Linked DNA regions of Zea mays: regions 2 and 3 are each linked to region 1. Evidence: chromatin contacts called from public Hi-C data. All regions are on one chromosome and are shown on one strand. The core of a region is the stretch at or near the end of the contact, and the rest is flanking DNA. Distances in the headings are between cores, read along the strand shown.

Region 1 (3,483 bases), core at 135-2,634:
CATCCACTGGAATCCCGAAACATATATGGTGCACCTGGAAGGACACAACATGCCTTGAGTGGGTTCATTCAGGGATTTGGCTGTGGTTTGGGAGATAACTGACAGGTTACACAGCTTGGTTGGGTTGCTGGCGGATACATAAATCAAGAGTTCAGCATTAATCCACACATATTAGCAATGACTTGTACCTAATTCCATGGCACGCTGACTTGGAATTAGACAACCTTAATCAGGTGACACGCAAGCTTCCGGACAGAAATTTAACGCATGTTTGTGATTGTGCAGGCATTTTATTTTCTTGCTAAAGAGACATATGGAAAGACAACAACTGGTGATTTAGCGCCATCTGTAAAGATGGCAAAATTTTACATGTACCTAGTTTGACAGGTAGTCTACCAGCTGAGAGTTTTCACTAGCTAGCTTATGATCAATCAAAACAGAATGAACTGCACGACTGTCATGTTTCTATTGATGATGGATACATTGACAAAACTACAAGAGCATCAGCTTGCCATAGTCAGTTGACTTATGTGCAAAAATATAAGACTTACTGCGGGGAGGGGTCAGAAGTAGCTGAGCAACAATGCCTCGAAAGTTGAGGCAGACTCGTAACCGGTTTGCGAGATGCAAATTGACTTAATTTTGCCTGGATTAGGAGTACTAGTACCTAGCTATAAATACGACATGACGGCAAGAACTAAACTAGCGAGACCGATCCGATCGCCCCCTTCCAGTACGTAAATACATACAAGCACAACACCGGAGCGAATCAATCCAGCTGACCAGAGATAGTAAGAAGGCCAGACGGATCTGGCGAGGTGGAGATGCAGATCTGGGGGCGAGGACAAGAGATCTGACCAGAACTTGAACTCGGGGAGACGCCTGATGAAGGGCTTGAACTCGTCAGACCCCCGGGTGGGCAGCGCCGGCCCCTCGGCGGCGGCGGAGGGGTCGAGCTCGGGGTCGACCATGGGGGAGAGGAAACCGATGAGGAGGTTGAGGAGGTAGATCCCAAGCCCGTAGGTGACGATGTAGAAGCCCTGCGCCATGTAGACCCGCAGCGCGTAGATTGCCGCGGCGGCGAGCGTGCCGAGCCACCGCCCAGTGGCGTGAGGCGTGGAGCGGTCCAGGTAGTACTGGAACGACCGCGACGCGTCGCTCCGCCACTTGGCCGCCGCCGCCACGGCGCCACCGGAGCCGGCGCCGGCGCCGGACGAGTCGCCGCCCTCCATCGGATCGGATGGCGGCGGGGTTGGGATGGAACCCTGGCCTAGTCAAGAGGCGAGGGGAGGTTGGAGAAGAAGAGGCGACTTTGGTTCGGCTCGGCTCTTCCGGTTGAAAGTCGGTGCAGTTACTTGCAGCTCGGCGTCCGCTCGGTTCTCAAGGATGGGAACGGGACGGGCATCGCGTCACCGTTGCCATGGGCATATACCGTCGTTCGTCCATTCAGGATTCTTTCTGCACTGATTCAGGATTCTTTCCAAATCCATTCCCCGTTTCAGCACCGTTTAATTTAATGGGACAAATTTATTCTCATTCCCGTCTCTATGGATCCCCGTTTAGGGCATGTTGGACCAAAGTCTTTTAAAGCCATGGTTTTTAAATATGTTTAAAATTGTTATGACACAAATAGTATAGTTTTAAAATACTATGTTTTTCACAGTTTTTATTAAAACCGGTGCTTATTTGGTTCCAAAGTTTAGAAATGCAGTATTTAATGCGGGAGGAGCGAACGGTGGGTGGCCGGACCATCGTGGTAGGGGCTGGCGACGAAAGAAACCAAGGAAAACTGAGGTCTAGATCTTAGTATCCAAAACTTCAAAAATATCACAGTTTAAAGTAAATCATTGTCGGCGTTTCGAGACCGGGGTCCCTAAGCCAACGAGTGAAATGTCGCCGCGTGCCCCAGCCCAGATGGGTCGACGCGAGGCCGAGCGCGAAGGGGGAGTGAGGTGGCCGGAGATGGGCGTGAGAGAGGTGGAAATCCCGCGGCCTTCGTGTTCGTCCCGCGCCCAGATCGGGTGCGCTTGCAGTAGGGGTTACAAGCGTCCACACGGGAGAGGGAGCGAGCGGCCTCACGCGAGCGCCTGTCTCGTCCTCGTCCCCGCGCGGCCAACCCCCTCTAAAAGGGCCCTGGTCCTTCCTTTTATAGGCGTAAGGACAGGATCCAGGTGTACAATGGGGGGTGTAGCAGAGTGCTACGTGTCTAGCGGAGGAGAGCTAGCGCCCTAAGTACATGTCGTTGTGGCAGCCGGAGAGATTTTGGCACCCAGCTGGTGTGATGTCGTGGCCGTCGGAGGAGCGCTGGAGCCTGGCGGAGGGACAGCTGTCGGAGCTGTTGAGTCCTTGCTGACGTCCTCTTGCTTCTGTAAGGGGGCTGAGAGCCGCTGTCGTCACGGAGTATGCGGGGCGCCATCATTGCCTATCTGGCGGAGCGAGCCAGATGGGACGCCGGTCTTGTTCCTCGTGGCCCGAGTCAGCTTGGGGTAGGGTGATGATGGCGCCTCCTGTTGACGTGGCTGGTCTGCGCCCTAGGTTGGGCGAGGTGGAAGCTCCTCCGAAGCCGAGGTCGAGTCTGTCTTCCGTGGCCGAGGTCGAGTCCGAGCCCCTGGGTCGGGCGAGGCGGAGACCGTCGGCCGAGGTCAGGGCGGAGTCCGAGCCCTGGGGTCGGGCGGAGCGGAGTTCGTCGTCTTCTGGGGCTGAGCCCAAGTCCGAGCCCTGGGTCGGGCGGAGCGGAGTTCGTCGTCTTCCAGGACTTAGCCCGAGTCCGAGCCTTGGGTCGGGCGGAGCAGAGTTCGTCGTCTTCCGGGACTTAGCCCGAATCCGAGCCCTGGGTCGGGCGAAGCGGAGCTTCCTATGGTGCCTGCGGCCGGGCCTGACTGCCTGTCAGCCTCACTCTGTCAAGTGGCACCGCAGTCGGAGCGGCGCAGGCGGCGCTGTCTTTCTGTCAGGCCGGTCAGTGGAGCGGCGAAGCGACGGCGGTCACTTCGGCTCCGTCGGCTGAAGGGCGCGCGTCAGGATAAAGGCGTCAGGCTGCCTTTGCATTAAATGCTCCTGCGATTTGGTCGGTCGGCACGGCGATTTGGTCAGGGTTGCTTCTTGGCGAAGACAAGGCCTCGGGCGAGCCGGAAATACGTTAGCCGCTGGAGGGGGGCCTCGGGCGAGGCGGAGATCCTCCGGGGTCAGTTGCCCTTGTCCGAGGCTAGGCTTGGGCGAGGCGTGATCGTGTCCCTCGAATGGACCGATCCCTGACTTAATCGCACCCATCAGGCCTTTGCAGCTTTATGCTGATAGGGGTTACCAGCTGAGAATTAGGAGCAATGAGGGTACCCCTAATTATGGTCCCCGACAGTAGCCCCCGAGCCTCGAAGGGAGTGTTAGCACTCGCTTGGAGGCTTTCGTCGCACTTTTTTGCAAGGGGACCAGCCTTTCTCGGTTGCGTTTTGTTCCAGGTCGGCGATGAGGGCCTCGGACTCGGCGAGG
Region 2 (3,576 bases), core at 881-3,380, 280 kb after region 1:
GCCATCTCTGTGATTGATATCTTGTGGTTATTGTGTTTTGTTGAAGACTCCTCTCTAGCCACTAGCAATTATTGTGCTAACACTTAACCAAGTTTTTGTGGCTTAAGTTTCAAGTGTTACAGGATCACCTATTCACCCCCCTCTAGGTGCTCTCAAGATGAGTATCCTTAATTCAAGACTTTGGTGTTTTATACTCCATTCGTTCCAATTTATAATTCGTTTGACTTTTTTACCTCATGTTTTAATGTCTCGTCTTACTAAAAAATCATAATTGTTATTAGTTTTTACTATAATATCGTTTAGCATATAATGTACTTTAAATATGGCTTTGATTTTTTTGCAAAAAATTTAAATAAGGTAAGCCGATCAAATTTGGTAAAAAAAAGTCAAACGAATTATAAATTGTAACGAATAAAGTATTATTTATTTATTATTATTATTGTTGTTGTTGGAGTTGGAGTTATGTTCAATATATTTAATAGATATGTTTGCAAGGAGACAAGAACCATCTAAGCAAAGGTAAGGTGAGTCGTCTTTCTCCGTAAGGGTTTGTATAATTACGTCTAGATCGATCGAAGGAATCAGAAGTAATTAAGTTTTTTCATAGTCAAAATTAAATAGAAAAATATTTAATTCCTCAATTCTCTTCGATCAAGACGCAATCAAAAGCCCATAACTTTGATTTGAGCAATCATCCCATTTAAATTGAGGTGATGTATCATGGATTCATTCATCAAATTTAGTGAAATGACTCCATTTCAAATATTAGTACTAAGGCCCTGTTTGTTTCAGATTATAATCTCTCTAGATTATATAATCCATCTCAAATAATCAAATAGTTAAACAAACACCTAGATTATGGGTCAGATTATATAATCTAAACCCCAAATTATGATAATCTCATAATCTTCTCAAGACTAGCTTATTTGAGATTATTTTGGTAAAAGACCCACTGTCCATAGTTATGTAAATAGAAATTACAATATATGCCATCCTTTTTTCCCACCTCAAATAAATAATAAGGGTATTGTTGTCTTTGTGAATAATCTACATTGGTATAATCTAAACTACCAAACAACTACATATAGATTATAATATATCTAGATTATAATCTGGATTATATAATTTAGATTATAATCCAGATTATATAATTTATAAGTTGAAACAAACAGGCCCTAAGCCCTGTTTGTTTCAGATTATAATCTCTCCAGATTATATAATCTAGCGCAAATAATCCATTAGGTAAACAAACAACTAGATTATGAGTTCAGATTATATAATCTAAAGGCCAGATTATGATAATCTCATAATCTCCTCAAGGGTAGCTTATTTGAGATTATTTTGGCAAAAGAACCACTACCCATGGTTATGTAAATAGAAATTACAATATATGCCATCTTTTTTTCTCACCTTAAATAAACAAACAAGGGTATTATTGTCTTTGTGAATAATCTACATTTGTATAATCTAAACTACCAAACAACTACATATAGATTATAATATATCTAGATTATAATCTGGATTATATAATTTAGATTATATTCCAGATTGTATAATCTATAAGCTGAAACAAACAGGCCCTAACTGACTACGAGAAATGAGATGATAATAGATTAACTCATTATTCAAATCAAATACCCCGTAATTCAAACCAAACATCCCATGACTCTTCGTGCCGCAAGTCCGCAACTCGCCAAAGGTTCGTCACGCCTCTACGCATGTGTCGCCGTTCATTCCCAGGCGCTGGCTCACTAACAGCCCGTTCGTTTACATAGGAATAAACCTGAATTCATTTTAGCTTATCAAAATTTATATAAATTAGAGAAATAATTCGGCTAGAAATTATTCCGGATCTCCAATCCGTAAAAACCAAACAGAGCCTTAAAAGTCAAGTGAACGTTTTGTTTGCCGCACTCGCGGCATGGTTGTCTTCCAAACATGGTTTAAACCTTCGTGCTCACAATTTTGCTCATGCGGGGCGGCAGAGGTGATTGAGAAGGGGTTTATTTATAATAAATGTTTTGTTATGGCTCCATAATACAGTGGTGTGGCTTTACCGCTTGGGTCACCTAGGTAATTAAACAAGCAAAAAATGGTTAATTAGAATCTTAATGCCAGATTTATCCACGTAACGACGCATCGAGACCCATGCAAGGGTAATGATGAAGAGTGCCCACGAAGCTTGTGTGTCCGCGGTCCGCCTTGTCCCCCACCTCCTATAAAACGGGAGCGAAGACGGCCCTCCCCTTGGAGACTTGCAATCCCATCTGCTCCGGACAGAGCCCTCGCTCCACACCGCCGGCGACCTTTTTCCTCCTCCGCTCGAGGAGTGGGCCAACGGAGGGAGACCATATGGGCGCGGAGGCAGCGCATGGGCATCCGCAGCAGCAGCCTCCCTCGTCCCTCCGACCCGGCAGGGAGGCCGCGGCGCCGCCCGCGGTGGTGGGGCTGCAGCTCTCGGCGCTGATCGACCACGTCGCGCGCGTCGACTGGTCCCTCCTCGACCGCGTCCCTGGCGACCGCGGCGGCTCGCAGCAGGTACTTCCTTCTCCTTCCCTCCCTCCCACGCGCAACACGGCCGTATAGTTATAATTCGCTTCGCTTCAACTTCTCCAATGTGCAGCTGTCCATTTATTCACAAATTGAAATCGCAATCCGACTTTGCAATGTCTGGTCTCGTAGAGCCAGTAACACTTACGCCGCATGATTGCCAGATGCTCTCCTCCTTCTTAATGTTTCTTCGGAGATTCCCTATATCTATCCAAGGGCCAACACGTCCTCGGAATTCTACACCCTTCCCTTCCTTTTTTCCCCTTTTGGGTTTCAGGATGGGTCGTTTGCCATCATATGGTTGTTCGAGCCTTTGAGGTAGGTTCTTGCATTAGTGCCGAGTTCTAGCTTTAATTGCGGCCCCACCATGTTGTCGGCTGGCCATGTGAGTATGTGACGTTTGGATCGCTTGTTCTTCAACACCTAATGCATTCAATTTTGTGATGGAATTACTGTATATTTTTCTGAAAAAACACTAATTCCCTGCCGCAAAAGAAACCTGTCTAATCTGAATTAGAATTTCATTCATTATCCCTATATCTCTGTGCTTGAAATGATTTGCAGCTAGTTTTGTTTGGTTCCTTAGAAAAAAATGCTTTTGAATAATGAATGGGTTGCTGAATCATGTTTTGTCTCTTTTGAATTGCCAATAAATTGCTTGTTCTTTTGTTCCACATGGTTCCACTCTTTCTGTACTTGAGCAGAATGATTAAAAAAGCAAGTACTTTCGGAGTTTACAGGCAGATATTTCCTAAATTTGACCTGGTCTGTGCTTTAGTTAACTGTAGCTATTATTGATTAAACCTGTTATTGCTTTCACTGAAAAGGGGCCTGCCTGATGGTTGGCATGGTCTACACTGCACACTTCAGGAATGGTCAACAGGTCAAGCAACAAGCATGGACTAATGTTTCTCAAATTGATTGGTCCGTTGACACCTAACTGTTTAGGCCCCAGAGTTGGTAAAAGTTTGTAATGAAAGAAACTGCTTGCTACTATCGACAGGCATCCTTGACTTTTTTTATGCA
Region 3 (3,559 bases), core at 278-2,777, 350 kb after region 1:
AGTCGGAGACTCGACCGGTTTCAAAACCGGCTGAGTAGGGAAAAATTTCGGCTCAACCGGTTTCTGAAAAATATCTGCTGCGACTTTTTCTGACAGCTCTGACTGTCAGACAGGTCAGAGCAGATGTGGCAGGTGAACAGTACTGAAACCGGTTGAACCGGTTTCAGGACCAGTTGAACCGGTTTTGGGGGCTGAAACCAAACTTTGGGTATTTTGAAGAGAACAAATGGGGAGACTTTGTGGGAAGTAAAATTTGTTTTTCTCAAGGGCATTCATGATCTGGGAAAATGATCTCCAAGGAGTTTTCAAAAGATTTTGAACTTGGCTCGTTTCACAACTTACTTAACCGTCGCGGATCCCTCTTAATTGTACGACGATTCATATGACTCAAGAATTATAAATTTAGCACCGCCGTTGTTTCTTAGCACTTGGAGCACGCCATTTGATGTGGAATTTTAAATCCGCTGTGCTTTATACTTTTATGCTCGTAAGATCTGTGCTTCTCCTGTCTGTAGAAATACTGTGTACATACTAGGAGCAAACTTGTTAGAATCTTAGTTTGTTTTGTCATTAATCACCAAAACCCTCAATTAGGGTTGATTGCACTTACAAGGAGGACATGGTGGCGCCTGCCACACTTAGGTTATCTTGGCGATGAGGAGTCCAGGTATAAGATATTAGACAACCAAGGTCCGTATCGTGGCAGCAGTCGGCATATGCTATGGAGTTGTTGGTGGTGTTGTGTCGCTTCGGCGTGTCCAGGGTTGGCAAGACACTCGCATTCTCTCGTCCTTCTCGGACTGACGTCTAGTGCGGGTGCCTCTCGGTTTGGAGCTGGTCCGACTGGACTTTTTCCCCGCTTGCGTGCTCTATCCTTATATATGTCTAGCGGTACCACCTATGTCGCCTCCAGATACCCAGTTCTTCGTCGTGTTCTTCTCCGGGAACGAACAGGTATGTCCGCCTCTTTCCTTCCCCTCCTGCTCTACGAAACATTGGAAGTGGGGAAGGCGAGGGATGAGGTCTCTGATTTGCTGCATATGGTAACCGTGCGTCCATAAAAAATATTATGCGAAAAGCGAAGACAATCAATAAAAAACCTTGAGATCTTTTTGTGATAGTTTATGTGGGTATTATTGTGAGCCGTCGCAACGCACAGGCAACCGACTAGTAATATTAAAAATATGTCTCAACGGAATAAAAAAAAGACAACACACCAAATTTCAGTGATCGAGGAGACATTGGCAATTTTGCCATTATGATTTGTGGGCTTCGTCAGTATGCCATCAGACCCACAAATCATAGACACATAATCCCACCAGTAATAGACACAGGATGACATAATAACATACATCAAAATTGGGAGTGGCAAAATCACAAATTTCTCGTGATCGAGCTGGGCCTGATTCTAGGCCAATAGTGGGCCGAAAGAAAAGCACGGCCGTTTCCGGGCGGGTCATCATTGTGCAAGCGGTGGAGTCTGGACTCTGGAGTCGAGGAAACCATCGTCAATCAAAAATCAAAAACAAAAGAAGCAAACCTCGTCGTCACGCCATCCCTCTCCACCTCTCGTCTTCCAGACGCCTCCAATCCGGGCTCCCAGCGTCTCGGAAAAGAGGAGCAGCACGGCACGGCGGCGATGGCGAGGAACGCTCCAATAATATGCTAACCCGTTCTACCCAGTCCAATTAGCAGCCTCCCAAGGAGAAGGAGATCCAATCCTGCGGGCGGGCGTCCCCGTATCCCATCCATCGATCCGAATCTCGGAATCTGCAGGTGAGGAGACTCATCGGTTCCCTTTTTGAGTAGCGACTCATCGGTTTCTCACCATCACTTCCACTTGGGGATTTCAATCGAATGGTGAATAGGAGTTACCAATCAACACTCCTTTCTTTTCTTTTTCTTTTGCAAACAATCCATCGAGAAAATCTTATTCTTACGCGATTCCTTCAGGACCCTGCGGCGCGGCTTCTTCGTGGAGAAGAGGTTGCTGCCGAAGCCACCGCCAGGTAGCCATGTCGTCCTCCGTGCTGAGGGCTGCGGCCGACAGGGCCATTCGCAGGCAGGCCCTCACGCTGACGAACGCCGCGGTGTCCAGGATCCGGCAGCTCCTCAGCCTAAGGCAACGGCCATACCTGCGGCTGGGTGTCAAAGCGCGAGGTTGCAACGGCCTCTCCTACACCCTCAACTATGCCGGTATACTTACTGCTACCTTGTCGCACAGATCAACTTTCTGCACCTGTTTTTCATCGTTTCACAAATTCACATTAACAACATCCGATTTCATAAAGGGCGGGGGGAAATGAATAAAGTGATAAGCTTATATAACACGTCTTGCTTAATACTATCCCGGTCATCCAATATGTAGAATTTTGTATAAGATCCTTTATTGCAAAATGTTACTTCTGTTGTATCGTGATGTTCAGCCATATACCATGGTTAGTGTTCTTACCATTTATATTATATTTCGTCACTTTTCAGTTATATTGGTAATTGGTATGGCAGATTAATTACCAGACTAGTCATAATACCCAGTGGCAGATCCAGAAATGGATCGCGGGTGGGGGATAAGTTAAATGTAATGATGAATGGAATATTAGAAATAATAGTATCAATTAAAAATGCTCATGATGGCATATAATCCCTCCATTCTCTTTTATAAGGCATAGCTTACCTGACAGGCTGACACGGCCTTATAGATTACCCTTTGACAATCTATTTATTTTATTTTATATTATTATGCTTATAGGCTTATGATAATTACAAATTAACCATATCAACTTTGTGCTATAATAGTTCAAAATTGTTAGTCAAAGATTGTGAGGTTTGAATCTTGATATGCATGTGCGCCTTATAAAAGAGAATGGAGTATAAGTATATATAATAACTTTGTTCGTAGAAGAATACGAAATAAGAGATCCGATAACCAAAAGTCATACATGTATGCACAATATCACATAGCTTTCCCCTACCATCTAAAATTGTATATTAAAATTTTCAAATTGTTGTATACTTCATATAAACAAGATTACATTGTAAATTGAAATGAAGTACTACAATACATACCACTCATTGTGTACATGACAAATTTATCATAACATATTGTTTCTTGTAGCCAGAAAGCGCTTTAATCTTTTTATCTTTAATGAATGTAAACAAATGCCACTCGGTGTAGCAATTTAGAATCAATTATTATGGGTATGAAAAATAGGAAATAGCAATCAAAATGGGATGAACTTATACTGTAGTACTAGACCATAGAACATTCTTTGCCTCATTGGCTCACTGTTGCAGCTAGCATACCAACAGATGGGGGATTAGAGCGGTGATCGCCTGGCCAGCTGGGTGCCTGCTGGATGCTGCCTAGAGATGCTATTCCCTTTGAATGGTGGCCAGCTGAGCGCTTGCCGCCTGCTTTCCTGGGACCATTGTTCACCTTAGGGGCTAGGGATCGCTGGCTATGAGCTTGGGGATTGCCGGTTTGAGGTGATGGCCGATGATTGATTATAGCCAACCGGAGCAGGAGAAGGGATGGGTGCAGCTTGCTGGAAGATGCCGC

The links. Hi-C and Micro-C count contacts between places; a contact is called where the count stands out from the background.
Region 2: a contact with region 1 is called in a Hi-C map of leaf, with 9 times the contacts expected there. The contact joins the promoter of LOC100282026 here to the promoter of LOC100284264 in region 1. A contact is called at or near these places in 2 of 25 Hi-C or Micro-C datasets (leaf and tassel).
Region 3: a Hi-C map of leaf shows a contact between it and region 1, with 7 times the contacts expected there. The contact joins the promoter of LOC100282007 here to the promoter of LOC100284264 in region 1. A contact is called at or near these places in 3 of 25 Hi-C or Micro-C datasets (ear, leaf and tassel).

The regions. Positions count from the first base shown.
Region 1 is chr3:31,193,482-31,196,964 of Zm-B73-REFERENCE-NAM-5.0, forward strand. LOC100284264 reads right to left here and starts at 1,385. Exons shown (of 3, transcript NM_001291675.1): 1 at 859-1,385. The coding sequence starts at 1,232.
Region 2 is chr3:31,475,657-31,479,232 of Zm-B73-REFERENCE-NAM-5.0, forward strand. It overlaps LOC100282026 (ribokinase), which reads left to right and starts at 2,131. Exons shown (of 8, transcript NM_001154939.2): 1 at 2,131-2,538. The coding sequence starts at 2,353.
Region 3 is chr3:31,543,558-31,547,116 of Zm-B73-REFERENCE-NAM-5.0, forward strand. It overlaps LOC100282007, which reads left to right and starts at 1,528. Exons shown (of 4, transcript NM_001368111.1): 1 at 1,528-1,776; 2 at 1,954-2,196. The coding sequence starts at 2,016.